Regions from separate parts of the Mus musculus genome. Here regions 2, 3 and 4 are each linked to region 1. The links are chromatin contacts, called in public HiChIP or PLAC-seq and promoter capture Hi-C maps. All regions are on one chromosome and are shown on one strand. The core of a region is the stretch at or near the end of the contact, and the rest is flanking DNA. Distances in the headings are between cores, read along the strand shown.

Region 1 (2,700 bases), core at 158-2,657:
AAAGTGTCCCCGGACAGACTGGTTAGATTATTTTGTGTTACCAGGAAGTCAATATTCACCATTCAGCTTTCAAAGGAAAAGCTGGAGACAAGGGGGAGGGGGGGAGAGGGAGGGAAAAAAAAGCAGGGAGAGAAGAAAATAGAGAAAAATAATGGGTGGCAATGAAGAGAGATAGATGGTTTTGCTATATTAAGACATGACAAAGAAACCCGTTTTTATTGTTGGACTTTAGCAAACCATCTACCCTTTTATGAGCTAGGTAGGGTATTTTTCAATGATTAGAAAATGGTAAAACTGTTGCACAGTGAGGCAATTTGCTTAGAAACATGTACTGCTTAAAGACTAAGAAACTGCAACAAAGGTTTGTATCAATAGTGACTAGTATTTAATTGAGTCAATTTGATTCCTTTTTGCAGAGCTTTTGCAAACCACTTCTGGCCAAAACTATGTCTAATTTCTTTGACCTGTCACAGCAACTGACTATAGATGTCATGTGGTAATTAACTTTCCATCACTCTTTTGTGTGGTCTGTATCATTTTCTTCAAGAATTTACTTTTTTTTTTTTTTTTTTTTTGGCCCATCATCTTTGCAGCTGCCCTTTCAAGTAGTTACGACTCTTGTTACTAATTATCCAGCAGTTTAGTTGTAACACAGTAACACGCAAACTAATTGGAGTCCGGAACTTTATTAAACTCTTTTTGAGTCGTCACTGTAACCAGTGTTTTCACATACTTTGGTTAGAGATTTCAAGAAATGCCAACCATCAAACTAAGAAAGTTTGGATGACAGGTGCAAGTCCGCTTGTTGCCGCGTCCAGCAACTATTTCAAGTAGCAGTCTCCAACTACTGACCCTCCTGTCTACCCGAGCATCCTCTCGGCGGTGCCTAACTCTGGAGAGCTCCTCTGGACAGGGACTGCCCAAGTTCTCAGGGCGCGAGACGCAGCAGGGCTGTGCCTCTCGGCGTGGGCAGACGCAGCGGACTTGTCGGACCTCCCCGGGGATGCGCAAACCCGAGGCGCGAAACCAGCCAGCAGGCGCCGGGGCGAGCAGAGCTGTCCAAGTGCAGACTCGAGGGGCGGCCGGTGGCCCGGGGGCGGAGGCCTCCTGTCCCCCCGAGGCGAGCGGTCCTAGGCACTGAGCCTTCCCGAGGGAGCCCCGCGCGGAGCGAGTCGGCGGCGGAGGCACCGAGGCGCCCGCTCCGGAGCCGGGGACCGAGCGCACCTGGCACCTGCCGCCCCGCCTGCGTGCCGAGCGTCCCGCCGAGGAGGGCCACCGGGACTCGGCTCGCTCTCGCCGGCTGGGCTGGCCGCGCCTCGCCGCGGAGAGAGTGGGTGGGCAGGCAGGGGAGGGAAAGGAAGGAGGGAGGGAGGGAGGGAGGGAGAGGGCGACGCGCGTCCCCGAGGCGGGGGCGCGCTCTCGCGCGGGCTGCCGGGATCGCTCGCCGCCGCTGTGGTAATGTCCGCCATGTTGGCCATGGCGCAGGGAGCGGATCGGGCGGGCGAGCGGCGGATCTAGAGTGTGGAAGCGGCCGCGGGCGGCGGGGGGCTGTTCTGGGGCGGGGTGGGCGCCCATGCTGGGGCCGGGGGCACTGCGGAGGAGGAGGAGGAGCGGGCCGGCCGCGCTGCACTGAGGAAGGAGGTGGAGGAGGCGGCGGGAGTGCTCCCCCCCCCTCCCCGCCCGCCCCGCCGCCGCCGCCCGGGCTGTTCCTGTAAGGCGGGGAGACAATGAGTAAACTCTCCTTCCGAGCGCGGGCGCTGGACGCCGCCAAACCGCTGCCCATCTACCGCGGCAAGGACATGCCTGATCTCAACGACTGCGTCTCCATCAACCGGGCCGTGCCCCAGATGCCCACCGGGATGGAGAAGGAGGAGGAATCGGTAGGGACTCGAGTGTTTATTACCCCCCCCTTCCCTCCTCCCCCCTCCCCTTTGTCAGCCGGGCCTCGCCATTCACAGAGCGCTTCTACGCTCGCTGGAGGGCGCCGCTGCCGCTGCGCGCTCCGGACCCTACGCCGGCGGAGTAGCGTAAACCCGTCGGCCGGCGCAGCGCCCGCCCGCGGCCGCCATGTTGTTGCGTCCCAGTGTTGTGATTAGCTCTCGGCGCCGCTTACGCTGCCGTAAGGGGGCCCTGCCGTAAGCAGCGGCCGGGAATGGCGCAGGGATGCGCCGGCCCGCACTTGGCGTACAGCCTCTGTTTACCTCGTAGACATCTCGCCGGGAGCGGGGTTAATGGGTCGAGAAAGGGTCCTTGGGCTAAGGCGCTATTTTCGTTGCGTTTTAAAATTTGTGCGTGCACGAAATTGCCTTTGAAACAAACGATCTCGGGAAAGTAGAGCTCTTTCAAAACATGCATCTTCCTGCTAGTGGGGTGATGGGTGATGGTTTGCGCTGCCCGCTAGAGGTGCCGCGGGAGTAGGCGATGCATCCCTGCGGCCGGGCAGCGACCCCCGGTCCGGACTCTGCGTTAGCGAGTCCTCTGATCTGCACGCCGGCTTCGCCTGCCGGGCTGGCCCCTCCTCGGTTGTGCGGAATTAGGACGGAGCCCGAATGCTTGAAACTGGCCTCCAGGCCCGCGCTTCCCGTGCAGCGAGCGTCCGGGGAAGTTGCATGCGGGATGGCTGTTTACAACTTGAGGGCTCAGAGCGTCCGCATTGACAGTTGCGTTTTTGACCAGATGTTAAAATTTGGACAAAATGCT
Region 2 (2,700 bases), core at 40-2,539, 3.0 Mb after region 1:
GTTCATTAAGTTTTAACTGGAAAAAGTGGGGGTGCGACAACGCTACCAGCTTATACAAGAGAAAAACTGTACGTGCTTGACAGATGGAATGAACTGCAAGTAGAGCTTTTTTTAAAAAAAAGCACTATATTTCATTTCAGTAACTATGTAGTTCTGTTAGGACCATATTCTCTCCAGTATCACACACCCATTTTGTAATTTTTTTTTTTAATAAATCCCCTATGCCTTTCCGTGGCAAATGTCTGCATTTAGGCGAACTTAACACAGTAACCTGCTAGTTACCTAATGCTAATGAAGCCTGCCTCCCGAGGCAGGCTTTTAAAAGCTTTCAGCGAAACACTTTAACAAGGGCCAAAAACAAAACAAAACAAAACAAAACCCAAAACCTTCTAATAACCTAAGAAAGAAAACGACCTTAGGCTTGACCTTTACCACTGAGACAAACGGCGCAAAGGAGAGACACTCCATCACTATTCCGCAGCGAGGGTCTCCCCGCCCATCCCCCCCACCCCCACCCCCACCCCCACCCCCCAAAGCGAACCAGACGGATCCAGCACTAGTTCCAGTTTTCCGCATTCTGCAAGCCGTGGGCTCGGTGGCGCCGCTAGGGTCAGGGCCCTCGGTCCTCACTCTAGAACCCCAGCTGTTGCCCGTGCGGCCCAAACACAATTGCGGGCAGGCGACGGGGATGGAAGCAGGCCAGGCAGCGCGCTGGGCCCTCGGCGTGGGGCAGGGCACCTTTTGCGCTCGCGATCAAATCGGAGAAATGGGTGTATGGCGGGAGGAACCTCTCCCCAGCTCCCCGGAGACAAAGGCGACCCTCCTGCCCGACAAGGGCCGGGACCTCCCCGCCCGGCCCAGCCTCACCCTGGTGATTGAACAGCCTCCAGATCCGGGTAAAGAGAATTCCCATCCTCGGGCAGCGGAGCCCTCCAGCCTCCCGGGCTCAGGCTGCGGGGCAGAAGGACGCGCCGGGGCCTCCGCCTCTGCTCCCGCGCCGGCCGCGCGCCCGCTTCCAGGGACCCGCGGGGAGGCCGCAGCCCAGGCCGCCCAGCCACGCGCGAGGCCCCGCCGCTACCGCCGCGGCGCTCGCCTGGCTCGCGGACATCGCCGCCGCGTTGTCTGCTCGAACCTCGCGGGCCACCGTCCTCCCCCAGCTCCTCTCCGGCGGTGGCTCGGGCAGGGGCGGGGCGGAGCGAGGGGACTGCGCAGGCGCCGTGCCCGGAGGCGGAGCGAGGGAGCTGGAGGCGGGGCAAGGGGGCTGGAGGCGGGGCGAGGGGCTGGGAGGCCTCTGCGGCGCGGAGGGTCAGTGGAAGGAAGGCTGCGGCGCTTTAGGCGCGCCAATGTCGGGGATTTGAGGTTGTTTCTAAGTCACAATGCAAATATGTAACCATACTCAACTCCAAAAGTGCCAGGTTTGGACCCCGACGATGGTAAGCTTTAAGTCTCTTTAGAGCCTATTTTCCCTGACAAGCAGCAGAAATCATTGGCCTATTTTTTTTTTTTTTTTTTTTTTTTTTGTCGCTGCGGTTTTTCGTACTTCTACCTTTGCTTCTCAGCGCTCTTCCCTCTCCAATCTCCCTCTGCTCTCAGGCCACTCTTGGCTAGAACACTTTTCCTTAAGTATCTCCCCGGTTTAAAAATCTTAAGGCACAAAAGCCGTCTGAGCTGAGTCCAAAAAGACTGTAGACAAGAAACTCACTGGTCTTCACGATATGATCGTCTTTTTCTCTCATTCAGGAGTCACCATCATGTTAAATAGATGGCCAAATGCTGTCTGTGCTCTTCATTCTGCTGCTTGCCTAAAGTTTAAACAGTTGTGCCTCCTGGTATGCGAGTGTCCAGCTCTGCGCCCCTGCGCACCCCCACCCCCACTCCCCGCAGGATAAGTGGCTGAAAAGTAAAATATAAGTAATCGCTGGCGAACTTGATCCGAACGAAGAGTTCTTGCCTGTGTTTTGTTTTTGTTTACTTTAGTTCCCTTTAGCTAAACAGGTAGACTCTAGATCTCCATATTCCTGATGTAGGAACAGGGTCGATTCCTGAGGTTAACTGACGACTGTGATAGTTTTGACTCAAAGAGAAACTGGGGTTGTCTACTTCTTCCACACACATAAACAAACAAAAAGAGTAGAATCAGCATCATCTCTTTCTATCCTCTTTAAGTTTGTAAAAGGGAGGGAAAAAAAAAAGGCAGAGACGGAAAAATGTGGGAGACTTGTGAAAGGCCCTTTCGAGCTGTTCCCGACCTTATCCTCAACAGCCACATGAAATGAAGCACTATACTCTGCCTGACTCCTAACCATATACTACCGTATAGCTCAATGTATGGGAAAGAGTTCTTCATCTTCTTTGGGGGCTTGCGTTCAAATGCCAGTCTTAGAGGAGGCATACATAAAGGAGAATTAGATCTGGATATACTTAATAGCCAGTGGGCTGTTTAGAAGATCAATGTTCGCATAACCAACTTACATGAGCTCTTTAGTGATTCCATTCCCATCCAGTTTAGGCAGGGCTTTAGCGGCTCTGAGTCATTTTACAAATTCCCACATGTCTTTGGCAACTTATTAATGTATGCCAGACCTACATTTACCCATGAAGTTAGAGATCTGTGTTTTAGAACTCTATTAAGGAAATGGTCTCTTAGGCTATTTTCCAAGTGTCCCTCACAGAAGGGGGGATGGAGTTGACTAGTAGAAT
Region 3 (2,700 bases), core at 87-2,586, 2.5 Mb after region 1:
CAGCCCACGCCAGCCTCCTTGGTAAGTGGCTCATGAACTACAGACCTTCCAGCCATTCATCAATATCAAAGACAAATATCCATTTAAGCTCAGGAGAGCTCCACACCTCATCAGCACTAATGCGTTTCTTAATTCAAGTGTCTACGCACACGTTATCTTTAGAATCACCTTGTTCTGCAAGACCTCACTTCATTCCGTGGTCTCGTCAACGTCCTGCACATCCTTTCTTCACTAACTCACTTAAGTCTGAGGACATGTGGCTACATGCCTTCTCCTGAGACCCGTTATAAGCAGAGAATGACCTGTCTTCCTCTGTGCACAGTGAAGAAGAAAAACAATCCACTCAAAGACTATGAAATACGGGAATTTCAGCAGAGGTGTGGTGCCATTTTACAGTTTCCATGCTCTGCTTTAAGAAGCTCTGGCCTTGATGTCAGAAAGGAAGGAAGGAAGGAGAAAAAGAGGGAGAGAGAGGGAGACAGACAGACAGACTGACAGTGGTGTAAAGTAACACTTTCTTCTTAAGTGTGGCACTAAGAAGAAATATTTCATTTGCTGTTTTGTTTTCTATTTGTTTTCTCAATAGTTTATTTTCATGCACTATACCTTGACTCTCACCAAGTAAAACACACACACACACACACACACACACACACACACACACACACACACACACACACACACACAAAATCAGGTAAAATATATATAGAAACTCACGCACTCACTGTAACAGCTCCAAAACACAGTCATCTAGGCAAAACCCCGGGTCCCTGGTCAAAGGCCTAGCTCTGACGGAGAGAGGGACAGCAAGCCAGTGCCTTCAGCTCAGACACTTCTTACTGGCTCCTTCCAGTAGTTAGCCTCCATTTCTGGGTCACTGTCCTCGCCCCCACTCCTAACCGCAGTCCCGCCCAAACCACCTTCCGGACAAAACCCGTGAGTCCCTGCCTATTGAGCAGGGGCGGGTGAGAAAAGAGGCCGTATCCCCACGCGTGGGAGCCAGACCTGCTGCGCCCGTGACGGCCACTTCGGGGCGCGCGACCGCGCAGGACACGTGCTCCGGGACCCTCGGCGCGCCTTCCTGCACTGCAACCCGGGGAAAAGCGACTTGCCAGGCCTCGGAGATGTTCGAGCAGCGGGAGCGCTAAACTGGAGGTGAACGGGTTCCGCTTTCGCTTTCCAGTTCCGTTTCCTTGGAGACTCAGTTTGGAAGGGCGGAGCCCGGCTGGGTCGGTCCCTTGGCGCCTTTGAGGTACCTGTGCAAGATGCCCCAGGGGCATCTGGGCTTCTCTCCAAACTCATTCCTAGGCTTTGCCCCGTCTCTCCAGCGCATTCTCAAACCCGATCCCCGACACTTCCTTCCCGCCAGCAGGGTCCGCCCAGGCTCATCACCGGTGGAACGCAGAGCACATGAAGAAGGTACCCTGCTGCCCACAAAACTCAATCACTTGGCCGAATGGCCCTGGAGCCTGGGACACAAGAAATCTAGCCCAGTAAAATCAAAGAAATATAAAGGCAAAAGCAGAGCACGAACTCCCTTGTAAAGAAATAGAAACTGAAATTGGGAGATACCAATTTTCAACCGGTGTGCTCAAATTAGCAGATCCCACAAACCAGTTTAGATGCAAACATTTCTAAAGATTTGGACATCTCTCAGGGACTCAGAATACAGCTCCCCACATAAGCACTTTAGCTTGCCCTATTCCTGAAGCCAAGTCCCTCTGACCCCTTCCTGACTCTCTCCTGCATTTTTGTTGACCCTAAGCCAGTCACAGAAAACAGGATTCTTCTTCCCCAACGTTGGGTCATATAAAATAGACACCTCTCGTCCCAAACAAGCTATGAAACATACTCCCCTCTCTCTGAGGGAAGTCCCATTCCCGCATTAAGGAATGCTGCACAGAGCAAAGATGAATCCAGACAGGCTGGGATGGCTAATCTTGACTGTCAACTTGATTAATTTGGGAAGAGGACCTTCAACTGAGAAACTACCTCTGTACTGTAGGCATGTCTGTGGCATTTTCTGTCCTTTTTTCATTTTTTGGTTTTTCGAGATAGGATTTCTCTGTGTAACTCTGGCTGTCCTGGAACTTGCTCTGTATACCAGGTTAGCCTCGAACACAGGGATATCTGCCTGCCTTGGCTAGAATTAAAGGGGTGTACTGCCGCTATTGGAGTGTGGCATTTTCTTGATTGCTAATTTATGCAGAAGAGGTGAGCCTCCTGTGGGCGGTACCATCCTTAGGCAGGTGAAAGTGAGCAGACAGGAAGTGGTCAGCAGCAGTTCCGCCAGGCTCCTGCTTCAGGTTCCTGGCTTGCGCTGCTGTAACCTATAAACCAAAATAGACCTTGACCTTCCCAGGGTGCTTTGGGTCATGGAGTTTATCCAGCAATAGAGAGCAAACCAGAACAAGAAAGCGAACTTCTGTCCAGTCACAGTTCCCAAAGCTGTCCAATCTTTATCTACCTTGAGCATAAAAACTGTATTTTTCGGGCCTCTGGCTGTTTCTCTCGGATGACCTCTGTGTCACATTCAATGGTGATAAGCTATTAATAAAATTAGTATGCTGTTCTGATGCTCTTCTTCTTTTCAGTAGGATTGGTAGCCGTGACCTTTACCGTGACTAAGGTAAAGGTCTTCCTGTTCTAGCATTATCAAAATACAAAGACATGCAAGCGTGTAAATGTGCAATTATCCTC
Region 4 (2,700 bases), core at 60-2,559, 2.5 Mb after region 1:
AGAGAGCTACAGAGTACTCATATACATTAAATTAAAAGAAAGGAAGGAAGGAAGAAATTATAATGTATCCATGTTGTATAGACCAGAAACAAGTCAAAAGATGGATACAATGTTAACAATTAAAAGATCCTAATTGAATTTCTTTTACAATCAGGGCACACTTGATTGAATAAATCGAGTAAGTGGTCTGTCTGAGTGTAGTGGCACAGGTCTGTAACAGGAGGATCAAGAGTTCAAAGCCAGCACAATGTAAATAGAAAGCAGTTGCCTCAAATGTTTTCACTGCTATGCAGAAGTTTGCTTTATAGGCAGAGAAGAAAGCTGAAAATGCAGAAACTGAACTGATTGGTTCACAGTTAAGTTCTCTGCAAGTCAGGGCCGGGGAGACCGGAACAGAATAACTGATTGGTGAATGTTCAAGAGCTTTTTGTGGGGAGTAAAGGAGAGGTGATTTCATTCTCTGGCCCAGTGGAACCTGCTGCTTTCCCTCTCTCCTGGCTGGACAGGACACAGGAAGTTTCCTTCGGGGCACACAAGGTAGCTCGGGTGCCTTTGGAGCAGGAGTCCTCTTAACCCAAACCAGTGCCCGCTAGAACTTACATTGAATATTCTCCTTTCAACATCTCCTTCCAAAAACAACAACAACAACAACAACAACAACAACAACAACAACAACAACAACAACTTACATATTCTGAAAAAGTGAGGCAGGACTACAGAACTCAGCACCTGCCAAAGAAATACAAATAATAGTCTTCCTGAGAAATCCATTTTTCTAAGAACCTTCTGGAGCCAGTCCCAATGACTGTAAGTTTCCTTTTCCCAGGAAGGGAAGCAACCCATGGCCGGAGCGCCTGGAGCGGGCGAGTCTCCAGGCAGCGCACTGGGGACCCAGACCCCGAGTCGCGGCGCTGGAAGCCGCCGCCCACCGCGCGCCGGGTGGAGCATCCCTGAGCGCGGGTGGTGGGACCGCAGGGACGCGGCGGACCGAGGATGGATCAAGCACTCACCCGCTCGCTGCGCAGCTCCCGGAAGCCGGTGCCTTAGAACTGAACTCTACCTCGAAAACACTAACCTGGCTTCAGCGACGAGCAGCGCTCAGTCCCAGGCCTTACTTTCACTTTCGGTTATTAGAAACAGGATGCTTCTGCTCCATGCCCTGAGGACTTCGTCCAGGGCGCCATTGCTGCTGTCTCTTATTATTGGCAGTAACTCCGAGACCTGCTTAGAAAAGCTTATTTATGTGCATTATGCGGAACACGCTGTTGAAAAGCTGGATGGAAACCAGAGCTCTCTATGCAAATCCTCTCTCTGTAACTTTTTAGACGGTTATAAAGTTTGACACAAGCACAAGATAAACCAGGAAGCTGAGAAAGCTGCTTCCTGGGTTGGATTTTATGACCCTTGAAAGTTTTCTTCTAAGCTTTGTTTTTGTTGTGAAGATTTTGTAAACAAACACATCGCTAGATGTGAACTTTTCCTTTGCTAGAAAAATAGCTGGCTTCCGTCAAGAACGGCAGTGTTCCCTAATCCTACATCAAGAACTGGTTACTCCACAGCTAGGCAGCACATGAGCACAGAGCTGTGGAAGACAGCAAAGAGCTATCAGGGCCTCCCTTCTACATGGTGGCGCTCTATATCTGTGCATACTAACTAACGGCTCGGAATAAAATGATGCACTTGGCAGAAGCAAAATTCTTTCCATCAAGAACAGTGATGGAGCCGGGCAGTGGTGGCGCACGCCTTTAATCTCAGCACTTGGGAGGCAGAGTCAGGTGAATTTCTGAGTTCGAGGCCAGCCTGGTCTTAAGAGTGAGTTCCAGGACAGCCAGGGCTATGCAGAGAAACCCTGTCTTAAAAAAAAAAAAAAAAAAAAGTGATGGGGCCCCTAGTTGGTAGCAGGATCTCTGTGAGTTGAAGGTTGAAGGCCAGAGTTCCAGAACAGCTAAGGCTACACAGAGAGACCTTGTCTGGGTAGGATGTGGACACGGGGAGGGGGGTGGGGGTGGTGAAGGCAGTGATAGGACCTACTTTTCAGTGACACCAGAGCCACATAGTAAGACCCTGTCTTTTAAAACAGGTTAAGGGTTTCTTTTGAGTTGTCAGCCCAATTAGAAAGAACAAACACTCAGTGAGTGGTGCACTGGATAAGGAATGGGGCTATCCGGACGTAATACACAGGGGTGGGTTTCCCCTTCGGAAAGGAGATGGGGAAGGGCTGAGAAGATGTGAGAGGGTGGGACTGGGAGGAGAGGAAGAGTTGATGTTGGGATATAAAGTGAATAAACAAATTACTTATTTTAAAAAAGAAACAAGTGGGGGCCTAGCAAACACAGAAGTGGATGCTCACAGTCAGCTATTGAATGGATCACAGGGCCCCCAATGGAGGAACTAGAGAAAGCACCCAAGGAACTAAAGGGAACTACAACCCTATAGGTGGAACAACAATATGAACTAAGCAGTACCCCGGAGCTCTTGTCTCTAGCTGCATATGTATCAAAGGATGGCCTAGTCGGCCATCACTGGAAAGAGAGGCCCATTGGACTTGCAAACTTTATATGCCCCAGTACAGGGGAACGCCAGGGCCAGGAGGGGGGAGTGGGTGGGTAGGGGAGTGGGGGGGGGTGGGTATGGGGGACTTTTGGGATAGCATTGGAAATGTAAATGAGGAAAATACCTAATTAAAAAAATTTTTAAAAA

The links. HiChIP or PLAC-seq counts read pairs in DNA pulled down with a chosen protein or histone mark. Capture Hi-C pulls out chosen DNA fragments and counts their contacts.
Region 2: a promoter capture Hi-C map of liver shows a contact between it and region 1, with 4 times the contacts expected there. The contact joins the promoter of A430018G15Rik here to the promoter of Epc2 in region 1. A contact is called at or near these places in 2 of 39 promoter capture datasets (frontonasal cranial neural crest and pre-B cells), 1 of 484 Hi-C or Micro-C datasets (CD4 T cells), 1 of 115 datasets of contacts at active chromatin or transcription factors (astrocytes) and 1 of 9 other capture datasets (liver).
Region 3: an H3K27ac HiChIP or PLAC-seq map of thymic regulatory T cells shows a contact between it and region 1, with 13 times the contacts expected there. The contact joins the promoter of Rbm43 here to the promoter of Epc2 in region 1. A contact is called at or near these places in 2 of 39 promoter capture datasets (hippocampal neurons and pre-B cells) and 4 of 115 datasets of contacts at active chromatin or transcription factors (astrocytes, large pre-B cells, pro-B cells and 1 more).
Region 4: a promoter capture Hi-C map of adipose tissue shows a contact between it and region 1, with 3 times the contacts expected there. The contact joins the promoter of Nmi here to the promoter of Epc2 in region 1. A contact is called at or near these places in 3 of 39 promoter capture datasets (liver and pre-B cells), 1 of 484 Hi-C or Micro-C datasets (B cells), 2 of 115 datasets of contacts at active chromatin or transcription factors (astrocytes and large pre-B cells) and 1 of 9 other capture datasets (adipose tissue).

Annotation. Positions count from the first base shown.
Region 1 is chr2:49,450,079-49,452,778 of GRCm38.p6, forward strand. It overlaps Epc2 (enhancer of polycomb homolog 2), which reads left to right and starts at 1,408. Exons shown (of 14, transcript NM_172663.4): 1 at 1,408-1,880. The coding sequence starts at 1,728.
Region 2 is chr2:52,423,723-52,426,422 of GRCm38.p6, forward strand. It overlaps A430018G15Rik (RIKEN cDNA A430018G15 gene), which reads left to right and starts at 1,290. Exons shown (of 3, transcript NR_165461.1): 1 at 1,290-1,433. Arl5a (ADP-ribosylation factor-like 5A) reads right to left here and starts at 1,152. Exons shown (of 6, transcript NM_182994.2): 1 at 868-1,152. The coding sequence starts at 913.
Region 3 is chr2:51,933,827-51,936,526 of GRCm38.p6, forward strand. Rbm43 (RNA binding motif protein 43) reads right to left here and starts at 1,337. Exons shown (of 5, transcript NM_001141981.2): 1 at 1,006-1,337.
Region 4 is chr2:51,971,899-51,974,598 of GRCm38.p6, forward strand. Nmi (N-myc (and STAT) interactor) reads right to left here and starts at 1,310. Exons shown (of 9, transcript NM_001141949.1): 1 at 1,011-1,310; 2 at 690-729.